Regions from separate parts of the Anser cygnoides genome. Here region 2 is linked to region 1. Evidence: chromatin contacts called from public Hi-C data. All regions are on one chromosome and are shown on one strand. Each heading gives the region's core, a stretch centred on a gene start, on an enhancer-like site or on the middle of the called end of the contact. The rest is flanking DNA. Distances are from core to core; before and after follow the strand shown.

Region 1 (7,734 bases), core at 2,673-5,172:
GGCACAAGTCGGGTTGTTTGCCATTACCGCGGCTTTTCTGCCAAGCGCACGTGTTCGGATTCACGCCGAGAGTTGCACTCTCTGGACTCTAGAGAGAGCTCTCACTGCCGCGTCCCCGCCGGCTCTGCCGCGCACACAGCCTTGCTTCAGGGACCGAGCCTGAATATTTCGAAGAAATAAATAAAGGGTCGGAAGAGAGGTGCAAAATCCTTGTGCCAGCGGCTTTTGGGCTGAGCGGCTGCAGGTCCCCGCGCCCAGACATGTGGGGATGCCGTGTCTGGAGCTCGCTGCCGCCGGGACGCTCTGAGCAGAGCCGACTGCCGCCCATGTCACGGCCTGGCTCCGAGGCGCTGCCTCTGATCTCCCCAAACCAGCGCTGGCAGCGAGTCCAAGGACGTCAGCACCGTAACAGCAGAGCGTAGCTGCTGCGAGTAAATCAGATTCAAAGTTAATAATCTGATTTCTAGCAAACAGAGAGAAATCAGAGGGCTAACAAGATGTGAGCCTAATAACTCGGCGTGCTGGGACTCGGGCCATTTGCATCTGCTATCAGAGGCTCAGATCTCGGCGCAGGGTGCAGGAACAGGCGTGTGCGATGAGGCTGTGGACACGGGCACGAAGGGGATGTTGGCAGAGCGGGGACGTGCCCACCGCCATGGCAGGAGGTAGGATCAAAGCCGATGAGGCTTTAGGTGCTGACGTACAGGCGCCTGTAGAAAAGAAGTCGGCGTGACGATCAGTAAGGCCCTTCAGAGTGACTGCGGACTTTTCGGGTTCCAGGTGCTTTACTGATGTGTATTTAATTAATTTTCAAACAAATCATGTACCGTTCAAAGATAACCTGCAATACTGTTAAGTCCAGCAGGCCCGACCGTTATTTTACAACTTATTTCTGCAATCTGTTGGGGCTAGATAAGGCAGGTTGCTGGCTCTTGGAGGAAATCTCTATAAATACAAGGCTAACAGGCACTGAGGTAGATTAACAGATATGTCGTACTGGGTAAAACACGGCAACCCCAGGTGCAACCTCCTCCTCTTTAACAGCTGATGTGCGCAAAGATAAAGACTATCTATCAGGTCCCTGATTCCCTATCATCGGGATATCACCGCAGAAGATGATTTTCCTTGCAAAGGCTATTCTCAGAATCCAGCTTTTTTTCTTTTTTTTTTCTTTTTCCCATTTATTATAGAAGAAGTCCTCTGTAGCCTTCCAGGCAAGGTCAGCTGTTACGGTGCTGCAATCAATAATCTCTTCTTAAGTGTACGCCGCTCAGCTCACAACGGAGTTTACGGTCGCAGTACATCTTTATTATGAATGAACACTGCCTCTGCCATTGCTGAGCTAGTACCTAGCTATTTATTAAAGCCTGACACTGACCCTCCAGCTTCAAAAGCGTTAAATCAAATCGTCTGGAACTCCACAGAAATGTCAGCTCAGGATCCATCGGGAAATGCTGAGCATTGGCAAAAATGAGGCTTCATAAAAAGATCCTAGTCCAGTAGTTCAGAGGAATTTAAGAAAGGCTTGAACCCAAACTTCCAGCTTTGTTTTGACACAGAGATCTTGGTGACAGAGCTATCGGACCGCATCGGTAAAGGCTGGGAAGTATTTGTCTCATTCCCCAGTGAAATTCCACATGCGATTATGGCTCGGAGCCCTTGCGGAGCTGGTGTGGCCATTAACCCCGGCTCAGCCAGTGACACCCTGGTGGCATCACCCAGCATGAACAGCTCGGACGCCTGGGATGAACTCTGGAAACTAGAAATGGTGTAGCTGGTTATCTAGTTTAAATAAATAATTGCAAAACTGAGGTCTTGTTAATTAATTTTTATCCCAGAATAATTTCTTTAGTTTAAGCGTGAGCCAGCTAAATAGCTTTTTATTCAGCAATGCTGCCGCGCTGATTTTAATGCTTGCTAATGTTGGCACCCCAGCGACGGACTACAACAAATTGTTCAAAAATAATTTTGTTCTCTTAAAAGAATTCCTTCCCTTTGTGCATACTGCATTTATGGTAAACAGTCACCGTGCGCACGGATGGTTAGTTTCATTAAAAATTTCGCAAGTCTGGTTTTGAACTGCATATGCCTTATAGCATGATTTGGAGCTGAACTGGCTGAAGGACAGCCCATGGCTCCTTGCCTCAACGTCAGCCAAGGAATCCAGTTTGACCTGCCGTTATCCTCACCTTCCCCAGGTATGCATGGCTAGCAGCAGCTCCTGGTCCCCGAATGTCACCCTGCAGCCTGACCCCCAGCCCTCGTCTGTGATACTCCGATGCTCCCTTATCTCACAGGAGCCCTGAGAAGCTTAATTAACTAAAGGGCAGTCTACAGTTTTAAAAAATTACCTTGTTAAGGATATTGTAAGCATTTTAGGGTGTTAGCGAAGCAGTTTTAAGAAATTCTTGTCTGTTGGACAAGAATGTTTCCAATCGTGCCGTGCTCTCCTGTTGCTAAATAATCATGCACATTTTCTTGCTTTTCTTTTCCCCCAGATGAATCTCCACATGGATAGTTACCAACTCCTACCAGGCAAAGCCAAAAATATCCCATATCCCAGCAGAAACTGATGGATCTGGCCAAACCCCTTTGCAGAGCACACCGGTACATTTACTGCTGCCTGCCAGGTAACAGCGCTAGTGAATCCTCGTGTAATTTGATTCATGAGATTCACTGACTTTCCTGAACTAGCTGGCAGCAGAAATGCAGAACTTCGCACATAATGGCTGAAAGCCTTTAATGATGTTTTCAATTTTATTCATAATTGCGAGCTGGCACAGCACCGTGCACCAAAGCGATGCATATGCAAACCCCTACTCCGCGATGCCAAAGCAAGAATGGGCCAGGAGTCAGTGAGTGTGCCCTCGTGACGGTGAGGCTCGGTGAAATTCATTCCTCTTTGGAAGGGCAATCGAATGCTAATATAAAACAGGGATTCGGATTGCCAGGTGTGCGGCAGGGAAGGAATCAGGCCTCAGATGGAGGTATCAGTGCAATGCAGCGGGGTCACCAAATGGGTCAATGCCATCTTGGCCAAGTTGCAGAGTTTTCCTCCAAACCCACGCCAGGCACCTCGCCACTTGGCTAGTGTTTGTAATGCCGCGGGGTGAACGGAGAGCAGCCCAGCTCCAAGCGTTAATGTGGTCTGGGCTTGACCGTCGTGATCTTTTTGGTCCAGAGAGAGTTTACAGGAAATGGTAAAAAAAAAAGTCAGTCAACAACATCTGGCGAGAGGGCGGCTTTGATGCACGGGGGACAAGGACGATCTGCAGGGTGACGCTGAGGCAACACTGTTGTGTTTATGGGCTTGTTCAGGCGGCATCACCTTGAACTTTGGGATTTATTTATCACCCCATCCTGCTGCCTTCACGAAACCCAAGCCCGGTCTGTGGGGCTGGAAAGCGAGGCCGCCCCGGGAGGACTCCCTGAAAATCCCTTACACAGCTCGCGTGGCTCTAAACAAACAAGGCTCGGAGCCACGAGGGCGGCATCTTCACCCCAATTCCTGTCACGGCGCCCCAAACCGTGGCTGGGTGCCCCAAAACCACGGCCGGGTGCCCCAAACCACAGCTGGGCACCCCAAACCACGGCCGGGCTCCCCAAAACACGGCTGGGCGCCTCAAACCACGGCCGGGCTCCCCAATACACGGCCGGGCTCCCCAAAACACGGCTGGGCGCCTCAAACCACGGCCGGGCTCCCCAAACCGCCGTCTCCGTGCGGGGACGGCGAGGGGCTGCCTGCGTGAGGCGACCCCCGCGGGGCAGCCCGGGCCGCCCTTGTGAGGTAAAATGGAGGCCGGGGGCGGCCGGGGCGGGCCGGGGCGGGCCGAGGGTCGCGGCGGGGCTGAGGAGGGCCGGCGGGACTACGAGTCCCAGCGCGCCCCGGGCCGGGGGCGGAGCGGGGCTTTGTGCGGACCGCGGGGCGGCATGCGGGGGAGCCGGAGCCGCAGCCGGAGCCGGAGCCGGAGCGAGCCCGCCCCGGGGGGAGGGCGAGGGCGGCGAGCCATGCCGGGCGGCGGCGCGGCGTTCCGCCGTCGGTGCTAGAGGGCGACCGCGGGGCGCCGAGCCCGCCTGGCTCGGCGGCGCCGGAGCGCGGAGGCAGCGCGGAGGGGCCGCCGCCGCCGCCATGGGCAACGCGGGGAGCGTGGACTCGCAGCAGACGGAGCTCCGGGCGCACAGCGTGCCCCTCAAGCTGCCCATGCCCGAGCCCGGCGAGCTGGAGGAGCGCTTCGCCGTCGTGCTGGTGAGCGCCGGCCCCATTGTCTGCGGGCGGCCGGCCGGGGGCGGGGAGGGGGCGGCGGGAGCGCGGCGCTGCCCCGGGCCGGGGGCGGGTGGGCTCGGCGGGGAGCGGGGGGGGGGGTTTGTGCCGGAGCCCCCCCGGGCTGGGGCCGCCTGCCCCCGGGCACCTGCGGGCTGTGCCGGGCCGGGCCGGGGCCGGGCGGCGGCGGCGGGCCGGCCGCGCGGACTTTGCCTCTGGCTTCGGCTCCTTTCTGGCCGCGTTTGAGTCCCTCCAGCTGAGGAGCACAAAGGGCTGCCCGGCCGGAGCCCTGCTGCTCCTGCAGCTTCTCCCGACGCCGCGCACCGGCCCTGGCGGGGCGGTCCCGGTGGTCCCGCAGCCACAGGAGGTGGGCGCCGCCCGGGGGCTCCGGCACCGCGCTCGCTTTTGGCGTGAAAGCCAGGAGCTGGGCAGAGGGGGGGGCATGAACCCGTGTGTGTGCCGTACCCCGAGGTCCCCTCGCGTCCCGCGAAAGCGGCCGGAGTGGCTCCCGCGACAGCCACGGGGACGGGGACGGGGACGGGCGGCCCCCGGCTCCTGCGGTGCCGCTGCTCGGGGTGGGCGCTCACTGGTATGTGCGCAGGATTTATTTCGGGTTAGACCCAATTAGATTATCGTGCCTAAGAAAAGAATAAGCCTATTCAGCTGGGAACCCCCCGCCGATGAGCCAAATGGTGAGTGAGATGTTGCGATTATTAGGTTTACGGGAAAACGCCTGATCTCGCCCCGCGCCTGTCGGGGAACCCCGCGGGCGTTGTGCTGGCGGGGGGATGCCCCCACGTACGGCCCCTGAGCCCTGCTCCGGCACATCGCACCCAGGGGGCCCGGCTTAGCCTGCCTGCACGGCCAGCAGGAGGAAAACCGGGACCTGCCGGCTGGGTCGGTGGAAGGGAGAAGCGTCAGAGCGTCGTAGATAAACGCGTAACATAAAGACGGGAGGTAGCAGGGCCGAGCCCGTGATTTCTTGAGGCGCTTGCGAGGAGCGGGTGGCATCTGTTTGCAGAAGGTGCGCTGAAATTAAGGCTCAGAGGACCGGCCGCTGCTTCGCTGGAGGGAACGGTGGCAGTGCAGGCACGTCTGTGGGATCGGTCTGTCGGATCCCTGCTCCGCGCCTGGCAGGAGGAGCTGCAAGATGGGGCTCCAGGGCCGCTGCTGGCACAGCGAGCTGAGAACTGCCTTTAGCCTGCTCTCGAAACCAGTGAGGGATGGCTGGTATTTGTTGCAGCTTCCAGGAAATATCTGACCAGTTTATGGAAGAATAAACTCCAGGGCTGTTATTATTTTGTTTTCTCTGCAGCGCAGAGGGGAAGATGGCTGTGGCACTGGTTAAACCCCAGCACTGGGCAGGCCGTAAAATAGCAGAGATTAATGAGAAAGGAATGGCAGTCTGGGGAAAAGCAGAGATGAGGACTATTTTCTGTAGGGAGAGGGGATTAGTCAGGAGATGAGTACGAAGAAAGAGATGCTGAACTTCCCAGGACTGAAGCTCACGTTCTCGGCACTCTGGTTTAAGAATTTAGCCTGGCATAACCGTTCCTCGCGCACTGCTGAGATCCCAAAGGGCTTTGCTGGCAATAGCGATTTTGTTGCTGCTAATGATGTTTCCAAGACCGCTTTTGAGGCCGATGAAGGTGCAGCTGCCTGCAGGTACACGGTCGTCATGCTGAGCAGGTCGTCTCTGTGCATAACAGTGGGGCCGTGTGGGGAAGGTTCCTGCTTTGCCACGCTCGTGGCAGCCGCCCTCTGAACCACGTGCATGTCCATGAAGAGAGCGCAGGCTGGTCATGTTTGCTGTAAGTGCTGTAACATTGGCTGCTGTCTTATTTTTTCCACTTGGAACATGCTACCCTAATCTACTCCAGTAGCTCTGTGGTCTGCGCAGCGGGTGGACGAGCAGCGGGGCGCCTGGAGATGGTACACGTGTGTGCTAGCTGGCGTTTGCTAGGTTGTTAGCAGCCTTCGTTTTGTGGAAGGTCTCTGATGTAGCAGTTTGTCCGCTTCAATCACACAGTCATCTCATTGCCTCCTTGGTTAGCCTCACTCTTTGAGGTTTGAGGCGCGTAAATTGCAGGAGATGCCTGGAGAAGTGCTCCGGGTCACTGTTTTCCAGTGAAGCTCTCAAATCTAACGGTGCTGAGACGTTCCTTCGCCTGTAACGGTGCCGCGGGCGTTACTGAGGATGGGCTGGGTGCGTGCCACGCGGCCCGCCAGGGTGAAGGACATCAGGGCCGGGTCTGGCTGCATCACACCTCCCGGTCCTTGAGTCGGTAACACGGGAGGGTTGTCCCTGTGAACCTATGTTATCTGGCATGGATTTAGCGGCTGGTGAAGTAAACACGCTTCCCTGGGCTCCCTGTTGCAATGAGGATTTACTTGTCTCTGCAGGGGAGGACCAGGGGTCATTTGCCTGTGTATTTCAGGAGGACATTGGTGGTGTGTGCTTAACAGAGAGGTGTAGAGGATCGTCTGAGAGAGATCTGCCAGCTGTGTCGTTTTTTCCATCCTATCGAAGTGACGGGAGTTCTTCCCTTTTGTTGGGATATGTACAATAATTCCCTCGGTTCCCAGCTCGTGCGAGAGCATAAAGTCCAGGAAGGTGGCAGCACAATTCCTGCGCTCCTGCCGCCGAGTTCCCCGTTCCCCGACGAGGGGTGCTGGGTGCTGGGACGGACGGAGCCCAGCTCTCGCCTTGGCTCTGGGGCTCGCCAGCACCAGCACAGCCCCTGGGCCGCGAGGCCACAGGAACCTCCTGCCGGAGCCAGTCCCTCGCCGTGCTCCATCTTCCTCTTCAGCTGCCTAGTTTTTTTTTTCTCCCGTCTTTCTCCTGCAGACACACAGGCCACATGCGCGTAAATCCCGAATGCGAGTAACCAACCCTAGTTTATCGAATAGGAAGCCGATGCTCGGCGTGCGCGAGCGCCGGCGCGGCCCGAGCGCGCCGCATGTGTCCGTAGACGTCGTGGCACCGGCGTGCGATGCGGCGAGCCGGGAGGGGCAGGGGCAGGAGCCAGGCTCCCCCTCGCAGCGGCAGCAGCTCCGGCAGCAGGGTGGTCTCCCTCTGAACCCCTAACGGGGCTGCGTGTTTGCAAACGACACGTGGTTTGGAGGAAGCGGCCGGGACGGAGTTGGCAGGGTAAATTGTTGCCTAATGAGCTGTGATTGACATAATTTGACTGCTGGATTACATATCTGCGGTGAGGTTAGCAGGAAATATCCTCTTACCCCCACCGAGCGCCGGTTGGTTTTACAGAGGAGCTCTCTGTGCCCGGTCCCGCGGGACGGAGGGATGCGTCTGAAGGGCTGGGGGACGCGGAGGGAGGACACGGCTCTGCTTTCTGCTCTGCTCTGCCCCCCGGGGAGATGGGACCTGCCTGGAAGGTCCCCGCGCACGGGGCTCTGCTGGGCAGCCCTTCTTCTCCTTCTCCTTCACCGGGGATTTGGTCCGAGCATCGTTT
Region 2 (7,734 bases), core at 1,730-4,229, 150 kb after region 1:
ATAATCTGTTGGGAAGGCGACCCTACTCATTTCCAAAAGGCCTTCCTTCCTCTGACTGATGCTGAGAGAAGGCCACACTACTGCTGTTACCTATGCAAGGTAGTTACCTGCCCTACAGGGGTTCACCTCAGAAAGGAGACAAACAAGCTAGGAAAACACCTCATCCTGCAAAGTTTCCCAAATAACCTCCGATAACTGCTGGAAGAAAGTGGTTATCACCCAAGGAAACAAGCCAACGCGAGCTGACACTTCCACCTGTCTGGTGTGGGGGTATCACCACCCCGTCCCAGCCTCAGGGCCGCAGGATGATCGAGCCTCTAATCCCCTCTCTGCCATGCCATTTATCTTCAGCTATTTACATCTACCAAAAACTCCTCAGTTCTCTATCTACATTGCTCACTAAAATATTAGACACTGAAATGGGTAAGAACGTTACACACACATTACATAGGTAAGAATAATGGAATAGAAGGAAACAAACCAAAACGCCTGTTAAGCAAAGGAATAAAATAGAATTGCTATTGAAGTTTTTAACAAGCACACACAAAAACTCACGCCATTAGCTATCATACCAACAGCCAAGTCCTCCTCACCTTTTACAACTGCATTAATTTTGCAGATCAACAGGCTGCAAAACCATGCTGAAGAGTCCTCTCAGGCTCAGTGCATCAGTGGAAAAAAACAAAGCACGTGCTCTATCCAAGGTACTGCAAAGGAGCACAAGGAGCGGCCAGGATGACCTCGTGGGCTCTTCTTGAGGCGTTAACCGTTCACGTCACCCCCTCGCCAGTCTAGCTCATAACCCTCAGTTTCTACTTAGGCAAACCACTATCACAAGCAGCATTACTACAGCACTTCTTAAGTCCAGAAAGAGAACTGCTGCTTAATTGGAAACCACACAGGAAAGGATTTTTCATTATTTAAAATACAGCTTTAAACAAACAAAAAGCACAGCTATGATTCTGGCTACTCTACCTGTCAACCCAGCTCCACACCCGTCAATGTGAACAGCCAAGTTTATTTTTCGAACTGCACATTCCACTAGCAACAACAGCATATTACACGTCACTCCCTAGGATTCTGGAAGGAATTCTGCAAAAACTCATGTTGTAAATATTTTTCCCTGCAATTTTCGTCTACCTGGACAGAGCAGATAGCCAAGAACAAATGAAACACGAAGTTCTCTACCTTTTCTACTTCTGAGAAGAACCAACACTTTTCGATTCTAATGTGTACTAAGATGACAACCTTACTTCTCCAAAATCCATGCAAAAGCAGCAGCATCTTTTTTATTCAAATTACAGGTCCATACCTACAACTACTGATGCTTAAAGGCCAAATGAAGCGTATTGATTATCTGCTATAATGAGAAGAGTTTCTGCACGCTGCAGGTGGATAGGAGCGGTGGCGTAAGACACCCTGAATGATTAACCTTAGCACTTGCAAGCTGCCGTATGAGACTTACCTACAAACGGGGATGACCTAACATCGTTATGGGAAGAAAGAAAAAGACACTAAAAATGCGTTACCTGCCCCATCGGTGGTCCTCCCATGGGAGGCATCATCTGAGGCATCATACCATGCGGAACCGGCGGCATGTTCGGTGGCCTCTGCCCCATGGGGTGCATTCCCATGGGCGGGTAATGTGGCATCCCTGGGTGTCCCATCTGAAAGGCAGCAACAAAGGAAAAAAATGAGCGTGAAGCTAACGACTCACAAAAGCATTGCGAACAAAGAGAGGCTGAACGCTGAACTGAAAATTATTTAATCGACTAACTCAACACTGCGTAGCAGTAATGACAGTAAGCATTTGATCTTCCAGGTCCTCTAGAGTCGTGAGCATTAGAACAAATAAAGTTTCTAAACCAACATCCAAATGAAACCTCCACAAGTCTTTCTTAAGCCACCTTACGGCTTGTCACAGCAAAGCGTACTAAACTTGGGCCTGTAACTACTTCTGTGTGCTCTTCTGCAACAACTATGAGCGAGTTTGCTCACTGTGCAAAGTTACACGCATTCCTTTCACTCCTCATATCCAAGTCTGAGAGAGTTTTTACAATGAATGTGATCTGGTAGTTTTTACAGTGAATGTGATCACCGTCTCCTTATTAAACAACTGAACTTTGTTACTCTCGCGATTCCTGGTATGGTCACGCTGCAAGGACAAAAATGTCTACGGATGAGAGATGCCGTTCGTTCAAAATTCCCGCATTACAGCACGTGCCTTCTGTCGTGGCCACAAGCGCTGGTTCTAGGGGTCCTTTAGGAGCCGTGCTGTGAACGAACTCACTCGCAGAGCACGCAGCCCGGCCTCGCACCACACTTCCGCAGGTAACTGCTCCAGGTCACTACGGAAGCACCACCTGAGGGTGCCATTTCAGGGCGGCGGCAGCAGCAGCAGCAGCACCCTCCCCACCCCCCCCACCGTCCCCCCAGCCACCTCCCCCCCGCTTCCCGGCGCTCCCCCCGCCCCGCCCCGCACTCACCATAAGCGAGCCGCGGTCGACGGCCCCGGGCCGCATGGCGGGGCTCAGCAGGCTGCCCCCGCCGCACCTGCCCAGGAGCCGCCCCCGCAGCGGCTGCCGCGACGAGGGCCCGAAGGGCATCAGGGGCTCGGGCTCGCCGCGGGGCGGGAGCAGCGGCGCCAGCAGGCTGACTGGCTTGCCCGCCGGCCAATCGGGGCGGCCCGCCAGCCGGCTGCCCTTCGGCGATTGGTCGGCGGCGGCGGCGGCCACGGGCCGGACGGCGTCCCCCGGCGTCAGCTGCATGAGGGGGGGCGGCTTGGGCAGCGAGAAGGGCAGTGGCTGAGGGGAGGCCGCGGCCGCCGCCGCCGCGGAGTCGCCGCCCGACATGTCCCGGCCGGGAGCGGCTGCCCCGAGGAACGGGCGGAGAGGTGAGAGGCGGGGAGGAGGCGGGAGCGGCCCCTCGGCGGCGGGGGGACTGCGGTCGGGCCGGGCCGGGCCGAGCCAAGCGCGGGCAGCGGCGGGGCCGGGCCCGGGAGCGGGAGCGGAGCGGGCGCGGGGGAAGCTGCGGCGGGGCCGAGCCCGGGGGACGCCGGGAAAGTGATCACGTGGGCCCGGGGCGGGCCACCAGGAGCTGGGTGGTACCACAGCACTTGAGAAGGAGGGGAACAGCGCCGCGGCTGAGGCATCGCTTGCCTGAGCGGGCAGGGAGGGGGCGGGCGATCCCCCCCGTGCGCCGGGCCGTAGATAGAACGCGCCGGCCCGAAGGCTTGCGCGCGTCCGTCCCCCCCTGCGTCACGGCGCGTTGGTACGGGCCGAAGCGGGGGTGAGCGCGCGCGCGAGGCGGGGTGGCCACGGCTCCCCCCGTCCTGGGCGCGAGGTGGTTGGCGCCCGCTGGGCCGGCGGGACCCGGCGGGGGGGGGGGGGCGGTCGGGGCGTGTAGGCTGTGGGACATTTTTGGGGGGCAAATCGGTATGAAACCGGGGGGTTTTGTGCTTTGTGGGAGCCCCGGCCTGCGGCCTCCAGTGAGGGCCGGTGCCGGAAGCCCTGAGAGAAAGGGGAGGGGGGAAAAAGGAGAGCTGGAAGTTCGTCTGACGTGAAAATCTGCCACAGCTGTAACTGAAATGAAGTGTAACCTTGGGTTTCAATAAAGTGTTACAACACGGAGGTGTGTGCTCTTTGCGTGTGGTACATACACAAATACTTAAAATAATGCAAGGCTGGCGTGAAGAATGAAGTTGTTATAGCTAGGTAAAACTTGCACTGTATGTGTAAACCCTCTCTTTAATTACGTACATTTACAGGTAGCACCAACTCACTGCTTTTTGAGTATCTGTAATTTAAAATGCAGTTGAGCTCCATATAACTCCTGTAGTTTGTTAAAATCAGTTGTGAATGTGGCCCTTTGGATGTAGTGGTGTTTGGGGTGCCTTTGTTTGTTTGTTTTTTTTTGGGGGGGGTGGGACACATTGGATACCACAAGTGTAGTAGCTTCTAGGTGTGAAAGTGCTCTTACAGCTGTCACACCCCCGTCATTTAACAAGTCTTTTCAATGGTAGTCTTCGGTTCAAAGTGATAACTGATAGGATTTGTGCGAGATGGGATCCAGCAAAGATCCGGAGTTACCATCTATGTGGCCCTGCAACAAGATCTGCAGCGGTATTCTGGTGGAACTTGGAATTTGTTGATGGAAAATGTTTCTAGTTCTGCCAGTGGCTTTCCTCTTCGTCAAATGTGCCTGTCAAGTCAATTAATTATCTCTTAATAATTAAGATTCCATGCAGGTGTTGTATGAAATGCCCAGATTATCACCTGTGCAACGTGCTCCAGGTGATCCTGCTTGGCACGGGAGTTGGACTAGGTGATCTTCAGAGGTCCCTTCCAACCTCGGATACTCTTATGATTATAAATCTCTGTTAATACGATATGCTATACCCAGGCTGAAAGAATACACCTCAAGTTTCACTGGGCTTAGGTGAGAGCATCCAATTAAGAGTTCTCATGTAAGTAAGGTACTAAATTCCCAGCGGGTTGTCCTGTGGGAGCCAAATGCTGTTCTCAGTGCTGCGTGTGAGGGCAGCAAAACCGTGTGTGTGGCTCTGCCAAATTACTGTAGGAAAGCGTTATCTTGACACTTTGAGCTGGCTTTTTAAGGTGTATTATGAAAGAGTTAACGATACTAAGCATGTTTTTGGGTTCCTGATTGAAAGATGGAGACAAACGCATCAGGCAAATGATATGTGAACCACATAGCTTGCTTCTGATTTTCAGTGTCTCTTTGATTGAGTCTTAGTTATCCTTTTATGAAGACGTGCTGAATTTGCTCAGATTGATGTTAGCTTCTATGGTGACCAAAGGAGGAAATTTAAAAGCATGAATGGTAATATGGGAGGATTGAGTTGTTGATCTGTAAAGGTGCTTTTACTTTAATATGCTTTTTTTAAACCTTGTTGAAGTTTTGAATGTTTAATCGCTGTGTGATAAAACAGGACAGCTTGTGAACAGGATATTAAAACTTGATTTCTGTCATACCAAACAATTGGTGTATCTTCATCGGTTTTTCTGATCGGTGTCCTTTCCTGACAGGTTGGCATGTCCTACTGTACTACTGTATTATTCAAGACTTGATTTTTTTTAAACGTTTGAATTTGTTTCTAAATGCAAAATTACGTACTTTAGTGATTGCTGTTTTGGCAAACTTCATTGTGAATCTGAAACAGTTCTTTTGGAAACTGCTCGTCTCTTGCAGACTGCCCAATTTATACTTTCCTGGCCAGATTTCCATGTAAACGGGCTGCACGCGCAGCTTTCTGCTACGTGGCTCAAATCCAGTTGCAGACAGCACGCTGCTTGGCAGAAGGTCCTTATCTGGTATTCATCATGTGAAGGAGTCAACCCATCCGTGAATTCCTGGGTCTTGGCGGAGGAGTTACCCATCCCATTCACCTGTGTTGTCTGCATGGTTTAGAGATAAATAAAATGAAAAAAACCCTACCATCTAGTTCCCAAGTGTTACAAGAGGGGTGGATGCATATAATGTGAACAATAGCCAAGAGACAATGGGGGCAGGAGTTTTTTGCTAGAAACTAAGAATTTACCTAATCTCTCGTTTAAAAACATCTTGCGAAGCTGAAGCTGAGCAGTTTGTTTGACAGAGCCAGCTATGTTACAGCTGTTACTGTGTTCTTGCATTCATCTCTTCGGAGCGTGTGGGCAGATCTCTTCGTTTGCTGATTACACTGATACAATACATTCACCTGACAGCGTGATTAGCCATCCGCTGATAAGTAGCCCCAAAAGAAGCCAGACATGTCAATGGGGTATGTCGTAGAGTTGTCCTTAGGGGCTGCCAGAAGAGCTGGAAGCCTTTGGGATGGTTTCTAGGGATTTTTATTTTTTTTCCCCAGAGGAGTGGAAGGAACTAATGTTGATCTATATTACTGTGGTAATAAGTTACCTACTGTGTGTGTAAACTAGGGAGTAACCTGCCTGAATAATTGTTAAAGCCCAACAGTTAATATATATGGCCATTATAATTATGGTGTTGTGATTATTGCTGAAATATTTATTATTTTAAAATAAGATGCTCTCATGAAACCTAGACAAAATACTTTTAGAGAAGACAAATGAATCTGGTATGAATGCACAGGTGAAACTGCATATGTAATAAATGATTTCACGTGCACTTAGGATTATAGTAAGTCTGTGAACTCAGTGGGACAGATAATGAGTAAAGTGGGAGAAGGGCTGCAGGTATGGTAAAGGAAGAAAAATTGCTGGTCGCTTGCACCTGTGTTCTGTGCCACTGAACTGCAACACCAAATTTAGCAGTGCAGCAGGTTGTGTGCGAAGTTCCAGGTGTGAAAACAACTGAAGCAGTAGTGTAAAAAATAAAAATAAAAAAGGATAGGGGGAGGTTGTTCAATATAAACTGGACTTGTGTTAACCATGCTGTGGTGCTGCAGAACAGACAAATGCTGTATTGAGGAGCACAGGAGCATACCGTAAGAGATACAGGACGAGATCTTTGCTGTGCTTAGTGTTGGCACAGCTTCAGCTCATCTGTTTGTGACCTTAAGTGATCTGAAAGAGTAAAAGGCTGGTGCAGAACTTGGATGAGGGCGAGATGCAGTGCTGAGCAAGCAGCTACCACTTGTGCGTACAGCTACTGTACGAGTGGAATTGTAATGATGATATTAGGATTAAAAATTAAATTTAAAACTTAACTTTGTCATAACCTCAAGTTGGAGAGCAATAATTTATTTGGAATTAAAAAAACTGGCACTATTTTCTTAACTCTGTCATGCACAGGGAGACTCATTTCTTTACTAAAAGTATCTGATTGAAAATTATTTGCTGCTAAATTGAGTTAAAATTCAACAAGCATTGTCAAAAGATTCTGCAAGTGACTTCTTTAGGAACTAGAATAAAATCAGACTTAGCCCCTGAGCATGAGTTGATGTTGGTAAGTTTAGCTTTCTTTTTGTCCCTACGACGTAGCTTTAAGTGGCGTGTGCGTCCTGCAATTGCATAACGTGTAATATGCCTTTCTTTTTTTGAATTGCACCGCCTATCTTGCAGTGCGTTGTCTCCTCATTCGAAGGGAGCAGACCTTCAGGGAATGGGGATTTTACTCCTGTGCCTGACACCTGATTTCCACCCCTGCCGCTATCATCAAACACTGAATACCGTGCTGCGTGGGTACAGGCATCGAAACAAATCCTCCGCGGCCAGGCGTGAGCTCGTTTGGCTCGGATGCTGAGCTGGGGAGCTGCCCTGCCTCATTAGCGTGGCACGGGCATAACGAGGCAGGGTGCAGCAGTGCTCAGCTCCCAGCAGCTTCCCGGGACTGGTTCCAGTTCGGAGCCAGCCCAGGTGCGGGTGCCGCAGTGTGAGGGCAGGGAGAGCCCCTAAAGACCTCTTTCAGACATTTTTAAGTGTCTTGTCTTATGGTGTGCTGGCCACGGCAGTAGCCTCGTACCCTTTGTGTTTTACTTTTAATCTTTCTTGGATTGTGGGATCAAGGAAAATTTCTTTGCAAATATCCACTGTAGTTCTTAGGTTGCGGATAAGAGATTAAAAATGCAATCGGCTTGTATGGCTTCAACACTGCGTGTGCTTCTGTATGTATTTGTATATCGAAGGAATGCGCCATGCATCGTGATTTCTGTGTTGTTCAACCTATGGAATAAAGGTATTCTGGTGAGGGATTGATTTGGCATCTCTGATATGTTTGCTAATCACATATTGCTTTTCAGTGCTGGAGAAGCAA

The links. Hi-C and Micro-C count contacts between places; a contact is called where the count stands out from the background.
Region 2: a Hi-C map of liver shows a contact between it and region 1, with 8 times the contacts expected there. The contact joins the promoter of PRPF40A here to the promoter of FMNL2 in region 1. A contact is called at or near these places in 2 of 7 Hi-C or Micro-C datasets (both in liver).

Annotation. Positions count from the first base shown.
Region 1 is chr6:40,620,723-40,628,456 of Taihu_goose_T2T_genome, forward strand. FMNL2 (formin like 2) reads left to right here and starts at 3,923. Exons shown (of 27, transcript XM_066999321.1): 1 at 3,923-4,246. The coding sequence starts at 4,130.
Region 2 is chr6:40,771,010-40,778,743 of Taihu_goose_T2T_genome, forward strand. It overlaps PRPF40A (pre-mRNA processing factor 40 homolog A), which reads right to left and starts at 2,980. Exons shown (of 26, transcript XM_066999323.1): 1 at 2,487-2,980; 2 at 1,530-1,667. The coding sequence starts at 2,852. It overlaps LOC125185025 (a long non-coding RNA gene), which reads left to right and starts at 2,779. Exons shown (of 2, transcript XR_007169862.2): 1 at 2,779-2,893; 2 at 5,212-7,734.